Regions from separate parts of the Triticum aestivum genome. Here region 1 is linked to region 2. Evidence: chromatin contacts called from public Hi-C data. All regions are on one chromosome and are shown on one strand. Each heading gives the region's core, a stretch centred on a gene start, on an enhancer-like site or on the middle of the called end of the contact. The rest is flanking DNA. Distances are from core to core; before and after follow the strand shown.

Evidence for each region. Hi-C and Micro-C count contacts between places; a contact is called where the count stands out from the background.
Region 1: a contact with region 2 is called in a Hi-C map of leaf, with 5 times the contacts expected there. The contact joins the promoter of LOC100415857 here to the enhancer-like site in region 2. A contact is called at or near these places in 2 of 5 Hi-C or Micro-C datasets (both in leaf).

Annotation. Positions count from the first base shown.
Region 1 is chr2B:112,187,605-112,191,336 of IWGSC CS RefSeq v2.1, forward strand. LOC100415857 (vegetative cell wall protein gp1) reads right to left here and starts at 1,772. Exons shown (of 1, transcript XM_044466362.1): 1 at 200-1,772. The coding sequence starts at 1,642. The coding sequence ends at 506.
Region 2 is chr2B:111,861,794-111,865,912 of IWGSC CS RefSeq v2.1, forward strand. It overlaps the pseudogene LOC123043780. Among protein-coding and RNA genes, the nearest start is that of LOC123043781, 24 kb to the left of the region's middle. Within about 2 kb of position 2,823, at least 1 of the 8 cell types and tissues checked has an H3K27ac peak or open chromatin away from gene starts, as enhancers often do. A contact at or near this core is called in leaf, where this site is marked.

The sequences.
Region 1 (3,732 bases), core at 522-3,021, 320 kb after region 2:
TCTCTTTTTTTAGGTGAACTTTGCACATTTTTTGCCATCACCTGTTGCTGGCTGGTGAATTTAACTAGAAACCACACAAGCATTTACGGGCTCATCTTTGAAAAACACGCTCTCAAGACGAACCAGTGGAAGAATATGGGCATGGAGGGTGCGCCCATGAAAGAAATCACAAGGAAAAACAACATAGACTGCAGTCCGCTGGACAAAAATGTGTTTTCCATGCGAATAAAAACATGTGTAGATACACGAAAGAACAACGAGTCATGTGCACAGATGAACGTATACCAACACGCAAATGATAATTACAAAGTAGTAATACTCTCACGGGTGCATGGAACAACAGAAACTAAAAGGAATGGCGGAACATAGAAGGAATACAAAAAGATGCATCATCACTATCTCGCTAGCCGGATACTACGCCACTTATTCTAGAATCTAGAAACAGCACACCGTGGCTCCGGACGGGGTCGATCTCCTCCTTCAGCTGTCATATGTGAGTATCACATCAATTGTCAGTCATTGGCGGCTTGCCCTTCGGAGGTGGCTCTGGCTTTGGTTCGGGTTCAGGCTTGGGCTCCGGCTTAGGCATAGGTTCAGGCTTGGGCTCTGGTTTAGGCATTGGTTCGGGCTTAGGCTCTGGTTTAGGCAATGGTTCGGGCTTAGGCTCTGGCTTTGGCATCGGCTCTGGTTTGGGCTCTGGCTTCGGCATAGGCTTGGGCTCGGGCTTTGGCATCGGCTCAGGCTTGGGCTCTGGCTTCGGTTCCGGCTTTGGCATTGGCTTAGGCTCTGGCTTCATCGGCTCGGGTTTGGGCTCTGGCTTTGGTTCTGGTTTGGGCATCGGCTCAGGCTTGGGCTCAGGCTTAGGCTCAGGTTTGGGCATTGGGTAAGGCTTGGGCTCCGGCTTCGGTTCGGGTTTTGGCATCGGCTCAGGCTTGGGCTCTGGCTTTGGCTCCGGTTTTGGCATCGGCTCAGGCTTGGGATCTGGCTTAGGTTCGGGTTTTGGCACCGGCTTAGGCTCGGGCTTCATCGGCTCGAGTTTGGGCTCTGGCTTTGGTTCAGGTTTTGGCATAGGCTCAGGCTTGGGCTCTGGCTTCGGTTCTGGCTTAGGCATCGGCTCAGGCTTGGGCTCTGGCTTCGGTTCGGGTTTTGGCATCGGCTTAGGCTCAGGTTTTGGCATAGGCTCAGGCTTGGGCTCGGGCTTTGGTTCAGGTTTTGGCATAGGCTCGGGCTTGGGCTCTGGCTTTGGTTCAGGTTTTGGCATAGGCTCGGGCTTGGGCTCAGGCTTAGGCTCAGGTTTGGGCATCGGGTAAGGCTTGGGCTCAGGTTTTGGTTCGGGCTTTGGCATCGGCTCCGGCTTCGGTTCCGGTTTGGGCTCTGGCTTTGGCATGGGCTCAGGTTTGGGCATAGGCTTAGGCTCTGGCTTTGGCATGGGTTCAGGCTTAGGCTCTGGCTTTGGCATGGGTTCAGGCTTAGGCATTGGCTCTGGCTTGGGTTCCGGCTTGGGCTCCGGGTACGGCGTCGGCTTGGGCTCCGGCTCCGGGAGCTTCTCAGCGAGGCCACGGCCAGCGGCGGCCGCCTGGCTGAAGCCGGAGGCCGCGACTAGCCCGACGAGGAGCACGGCAAGGAGGCTGTGCCTCGCCATTGCTGCCCGCTCCTCCTTCTCGCAGCTCTTGCTGCACTTGTGCTTCACTGCTTCTAAACCTCTCTACTGAGATAAAGTGGATGGGGTGTCGGTGTGGTTCCTCTGAATGGTGGTGTGGAGAACCGGAGATGGCATATGGGGTGGCTTTATAGGGCGGAGGGACCAAGCAGGTTGGGACGCGTGTGCCACACTCCCGAATCCCGATCGACCAGTGCCTGTGGGTCTCCGGGTGGATCAGGTTACCTCAACTTTTCATCTGCCGTCTGCACCTTCCTCCCGCCTGGACTGCAAGGCAGCGGCAGTACTAGTAATGAGAAGAGACCGCGGACAGTAAATTCGTGCTGTGGACGCCGCCGGACGCCGGACGGCGGACGGCGGACGGCTGGTGGCCGGTGGCCCGTCGCCGTCGCGCCTTGAAATCCATGTCGGGGATTTCTCCATTGCGCGTAGCATCCGACGACGCCTGATGGGTGCGGGTCAAGTCCGACGACTGTTCTAGGCAGCTGCTAGCCGAGGCTGACGGCGACGGGGCACTGAGAGTTGAGCCTCAGCTTGACGGCAAGGCATCATCAACTCAACTGCGCCGTAGTACGATTTCACGTGGAGCTTTTACTGCAGCCTGCATAGATTTCTCGCACAAAAGTAAGCTCAAGGCCTCAAGCTGTGGTCGCCAGGCAGACACGACTAGCTTGCTGCTGTTGTTTGACTGTTCATGCGTGCCCGGTCGATCTATAAACCTGCGATTCTGCGTACGGCGAGCCGCGGTGTGCCATCGTCGGCAATCGCACCGTACCTGTCGAACCATCGGCAGCTTTGAAATTGGCTGATTGATTGACCGGTTAAAAGTCACGCACGCGGCCAGGTAGGCACGGAGGCAGGCAGAATTGCTTTTGTTGATATTCTTCCAAGCACTTTTTGCTTGAACAAGCGTCTTTCATGCCGCATTTTTCTTCTTTTTGTGGGGCTTGCGGCGTTGATCAACACTGCAGCTGTGATAATGTAACATGTGTTGCGTAAACATGGTACTGCTAATCGAAATTTATTGATTAACAAATGAAGCAACCTGCCTACCTAGCTAGCTAGATTGTTATAGTAGTAAGATCATTTTGCGCCCTACTACTATTCGCGTGGAGCTCACACAAGTCAAGAACGCGCAAGAGTAAACCTCAAGCTGACCGTAACCGTAGCCCAGCCGGTCCGTTTGCGTGCTTGCTTCATGTTGTTTGACCATCCGTGCATGGCCCGGTCGATCTATCTGCGCACGGCAACCCAGCCAGGGTCTGCCATCGGAGGCAGTCGTACCATAGCTATCGAACCATGGGCAACGTTGAAATTGTTCGTCGAGAGATGGATCGACCGACCGACCGACCTTGCTTGCTCTTGCTCACGGTATTAATTGCTTGACTGGTTAACCTAATTGGTCACGCCGAGGCCAGGTAGACAGGGTAGGCAGGCACAGCAAATCTTTGCGTTGATAATCGGAGCACATTTCTCACGAGTGTTTGTGTGAGTACCGATCAAGTCAAGCACAGCCACACCTACGTGTTCTTCTTGCTGCGTTTTCCTTGTGGGGTTGCTGCATTGATTGACAACATTGCGGCTCAAGTTGCGTAACATTGCAATGTGGTTTTACTGATTAACAATAGCAAATGAAGCAACCTTCCACACCAAAAATTTAATAAACGAAGCAACAACATACCTTAGACCTTACCTAGATCGTGTTGTTGACATGCAAATCAAGATCTTGCGCGTGTATCCATGCGATGATAGAAGGAGGAGCAACCGTATTTTAGCTCTACGTGGTCGGCCAACCTTTAGTAGAAATCCAAGATCGACCGGCCGTGTACACGTTAGTGCAATCCTACAAAGTAGAGAAAAAGCATGGGCGGCGGGTAGAAAGCGACCCACACGCGTCGCGGTTTCCATCACCCAATTCAACATTTTCGTACGCGCCGGATCGCGGGAATCGAATCGCTACCTAGCTTTTGACTGTAGCGCGTACCACGTACCTAGATAATTAAGGGCATCGATGCTCTGGGCTCCACACCAATCGCCTCAGTTCAATTCGGAGCGGAAACGAAAGGTCTCCC
Region 2 (4,119 bases), core at 1,573-4,072:
GAAGAAGACATGTGTTGTGAGATAAAAAATCAAAATCTTAACTACTTCCTCTGTCTCTAAATATAAGTCTTTTTAGAGATTTCAATGCGGACTACATACAGAGCAAAATGAGTGAATCTACACTCTAAAATATGTCTATATACATATGTATGTAAAAACCTCTAAAAGGACTTATATTTAGAAATGGAGGGAGTAGTGTCCCAACTCCCATTGATAACAGAAACTGTTGCTGAATTTCCAGTTGGACTACTGACACAAGTAACAGAGGAAGCACTAGTACAATCAGCATCAGCTGTATGCATACAGGCAGCGCGGACTCTCAAGACAAACATAGCAACGGGTGCAAGTTTGCACAACTGCAAATAATAAACAAACCTCCCTTGAGGGAAATGGAATGAACTTGAACTACTGACCAGACCAGAGCAACACATCCCTGAATTAACACACTGATCTCTAATAACTGGCATGCTGAATTGAGCTTCCAAGCATCAAATTCGGCGTGTTGCACTCCCCATTCCCTCCAAAATTTCAAGACCAGGCAACCAGAACTACGTGGCGACAATCACACAAGCATACTGAAATGTAATAAGGGCAGAGAGAAGCTGGTACCCACCTGGTGGATGTGGAGGCAAGTCTTCTGCCCCGCGGGGGTGGAGCCGTAGATCCTGATCACCGGCACCTCCTCCACCTCCTCGCCTGCGGCGGCCACCAGACAGTCAGAGAATTCAGCGCGGCGCGGGAGGAGAAAAAGTTCAGAAAGGGGGCAAATGGGGAAGGGAGCGTACAGTGGAAGGGGCTGTAGGAGATGTCGAGGCCGGGGACGGGCGGCGCCATGTAGTAGTCGAGCGAGACGATGCGCACGCTGAGGACCTGCGAGGGGGTCCCCGGCGGCGAGGGCTCCGGCGAGGAGGGATTCATGGTCGCCGGCGAGGAGGGCGCGGCGGGCGGGCGGGCGGGCGGTGGTTTTATTTGGGGGCGGTGTGGGTTCCCGGGCTTCGGCTCCTTCCAGAGCACGCTGCTTCCTCCCCACTTGGGTTTGACTCCGTGGGTCGGCGGGTCGCCATCGGCCTAGTTGGGAGTTTATTAAGGGCCATAGCCCACGAAATCGATCCGACCTTGGACCCTTTCCTTTCAGAAAAAAAAAAGGACCCTTTGAGCCAAAATGATGCGAGAGCTATTTATCGCATTAAGCGATCAAAGTGGGGACCTCCTATATGCCGCTTGTTGCGGCAAACAGTTAATGCTTCGCAAAGGGGAAAAGCTAACCTGGGTAAGCCCATTTACGGTAGGGCGCCGTGAAAAAACAACAAAAAACAGCGCCGTGGTAGGAATCGAACCTGCGACCAGCACGTCAAACACAATGTGACAGTTAAAGAACTGGACGGCAATGGAAAAATTGAAAGAACAGCCAGCGGAAAATTCCTACAACATGTGTGTGGGGGTTCAACCATACGGCCTCAAGCGAGTGAATCATGCTGCTAACCATTGTCTTCGTAGACTTGTTTCGTTTAAACTGCCACCTCACTTAACATAAAGTCATAAACTATACGAGGCAAAAGAAAAGGCCTTTTTAAAAAAAATGTGGTTTTCTTTTTTAAAAAACTAAATATAATTAGAAAAACAAACATTTTCAAAATTTGCTAACAAACTTTTAAGGACTCGAACATTTTTTGGGAATCTGGAATTTTTTTATAAAAAAAGAAACAAAATTGAAAACAAGAACATTTTTCAAAATTACAACTAACTTTTTCAAAATGCGAACATTTTTATAAACAGAAAAAAATGAAAAATTCCAACAAATTCTGAAGTTATGAATAAATTTTTTCAAAACGCGAATATTTTATGAAATTCCCACTAACATTTTTTCAATTTGCGAACAAATTATGAAAACATGATTTTCTAGAATCTGTGATCAAATTTTGGAAACAGGAACATTTTTTATAAAAAGCGAACATTTTTTCTAAGTACGAACGTTTATGAACTTTCCCTGACATTCTTTGAATTTGTGAACAAATTTTGGACACATGAACACTTTTTGAATTTGATTTGTTTTTTGAAAACAGGAACATTTAAGAAAAATACGCGAACATTTTTGGAATTTATGAACAAAATAAAAAATAGAACATTTTCAGAAAAAAAATTAAACTTTTTAGTTTTTCGAACATTTTCTGAAAAGAAGTGAACAAATTCTGAAATACTTACTTTTTGGAATTGGGGAACACAACTTGAAAAGAGGAACAAAATCCGGCAGAATGAACAAATTTAAAAAAAATATGAACATTTTTAAATTTCAGAAAATTTGTCAAAAACAGAAATTACCTTGAAAAGGAAAAAGAATGAAAAGAAAAAAGAAACGAAAAGAAAACAAAAAAGAACCAGAAAAGGAAGAAAAAGAACAGAAAGAGTAAAAAAGAAAAAAGGAAAAGAAAATAGAACATTTTCAGAAATTTTAAACTTTTTAGTTTTTTAACATTTTCTGAAAACAAGTGAACAAATTTTGAAATACTTTCTTTTTTGGAATTTGGGAACACAACTTGAAAAGAGGAACAAAATCCGGCAGAATGAACAAATTTAAAGAAATATGAACATTTTTAAATTTCAGAAAATTTGTCGAAAACAGAAATTAACTTGAAAAGGAAAAAGAATGAAAAGAAAAAATAAACGAAAAGAAAACAAAAAAGAACCTGAAAAGGAAGAAAAAGAACAGAAAGAGTAAAAAAGAAAAAGAAAAAGAAAAAAATATAAAACCGGTTTAGAAGGTTTCCAAAACCTCCATCGAAGTGGCAGTGCTCGCTGAAGCTTTTCCATCCCCTCACCGGCCCGTTTACGCACGGAAAGTGCAGCACTCATAGCCACTAGGCTACACTCAAGCCCCGTGTTAATCTAGCTGGGCGCGTCCTACTTGAGGTATAAAACAGCTGGGTGCTCCCTATTTTTCTTTTCTTTCTTCATTTTCTTCTATGTTAATCGGTTTTTCTTTCTCTTTTCGATTTTATGTTCTTTTTCATTTTTCTTCTCCATTTGTTTTCATTGTTTTTTGTACTTTTTCCTCTCCATTTTTTTCATTCTTTTCTTTGTTCTTCTCCATTTTTTGTTTGGTTTTTTGGGGTTTTTTTCTTTTTTCTTCTCCATTATTTCTTTTTCTTTTGTGTTTTTTTATGTTTGTTTTTGTTTCACTCTATATTTTTGTACATGTCAAAAAAAATTGTATACACGTTCAACATTGTCCGAACATATATTCAACTTTTTCAAATACTTGTTCAGCATTTTAATAGTTATTCAAGATTTTTTTCAAACACTTGTTTAACATTTTTAATACTTATTCAACATTTGTTCAAATACTTGTTCAATTTTTTTAATACACTCGTTCAACATTTTATAATACTTGTTCAACATTTTTCAAATACTCATTCAACATTTTTCAAATTCTTGTTCAACATTTTCAAATACTTGTTGAACATTTTTCGTATACTCGTTTCAACATTTTCTAATACCTATTCCACATTTTTTCAAATACTTGGTCCACATTTTTCAAATAATTGTTCAACATTTTTTATATATTCGTTTCAACATTTTTAATACCTATTCAACATTTTTCAAATACTTGTTTAAATTCTTTCAAATACTTGTTCAATGTTTTGCAAATACTCGTTCAACATTTTTTAATACTTATTCAACATTTTTAATACCTAATTAACATTTTTTTATGTTTGTTTGGGGGAAAGCATGTGAAAACCGAGTAAAAAGAAAAAAAACAGAAAAAACATGTTGAATTGGACGAGTAAAAATGAAGGAAAAGATAAAAACCCAGCTCATTTTTCCTTCTAGTAGGCCGTGCTCTCCATAGAGTACAATAATTTAAGTCTGTCGCAGTGGCTAGCAGCCCTCGGAAGGAACTATTTTATCCTAGAATCGATCCTCTGTGAGCTCCATTTTTCAAACTCTGGTTTTTCTCGAAAATTCTCGCTACAGTGGGTCGGCCCGATATGTAGCGGTCTACGCGAGAGTCCCCCCTCGCATAACGCGAGAAATAGGGGTGCCCCCGAAATGATGCTAGGTAAGGGTAATCTCTTGTAAAGGTCACTTCCAATTCTTAAAAAAGAACAAAGGTCACTCTCC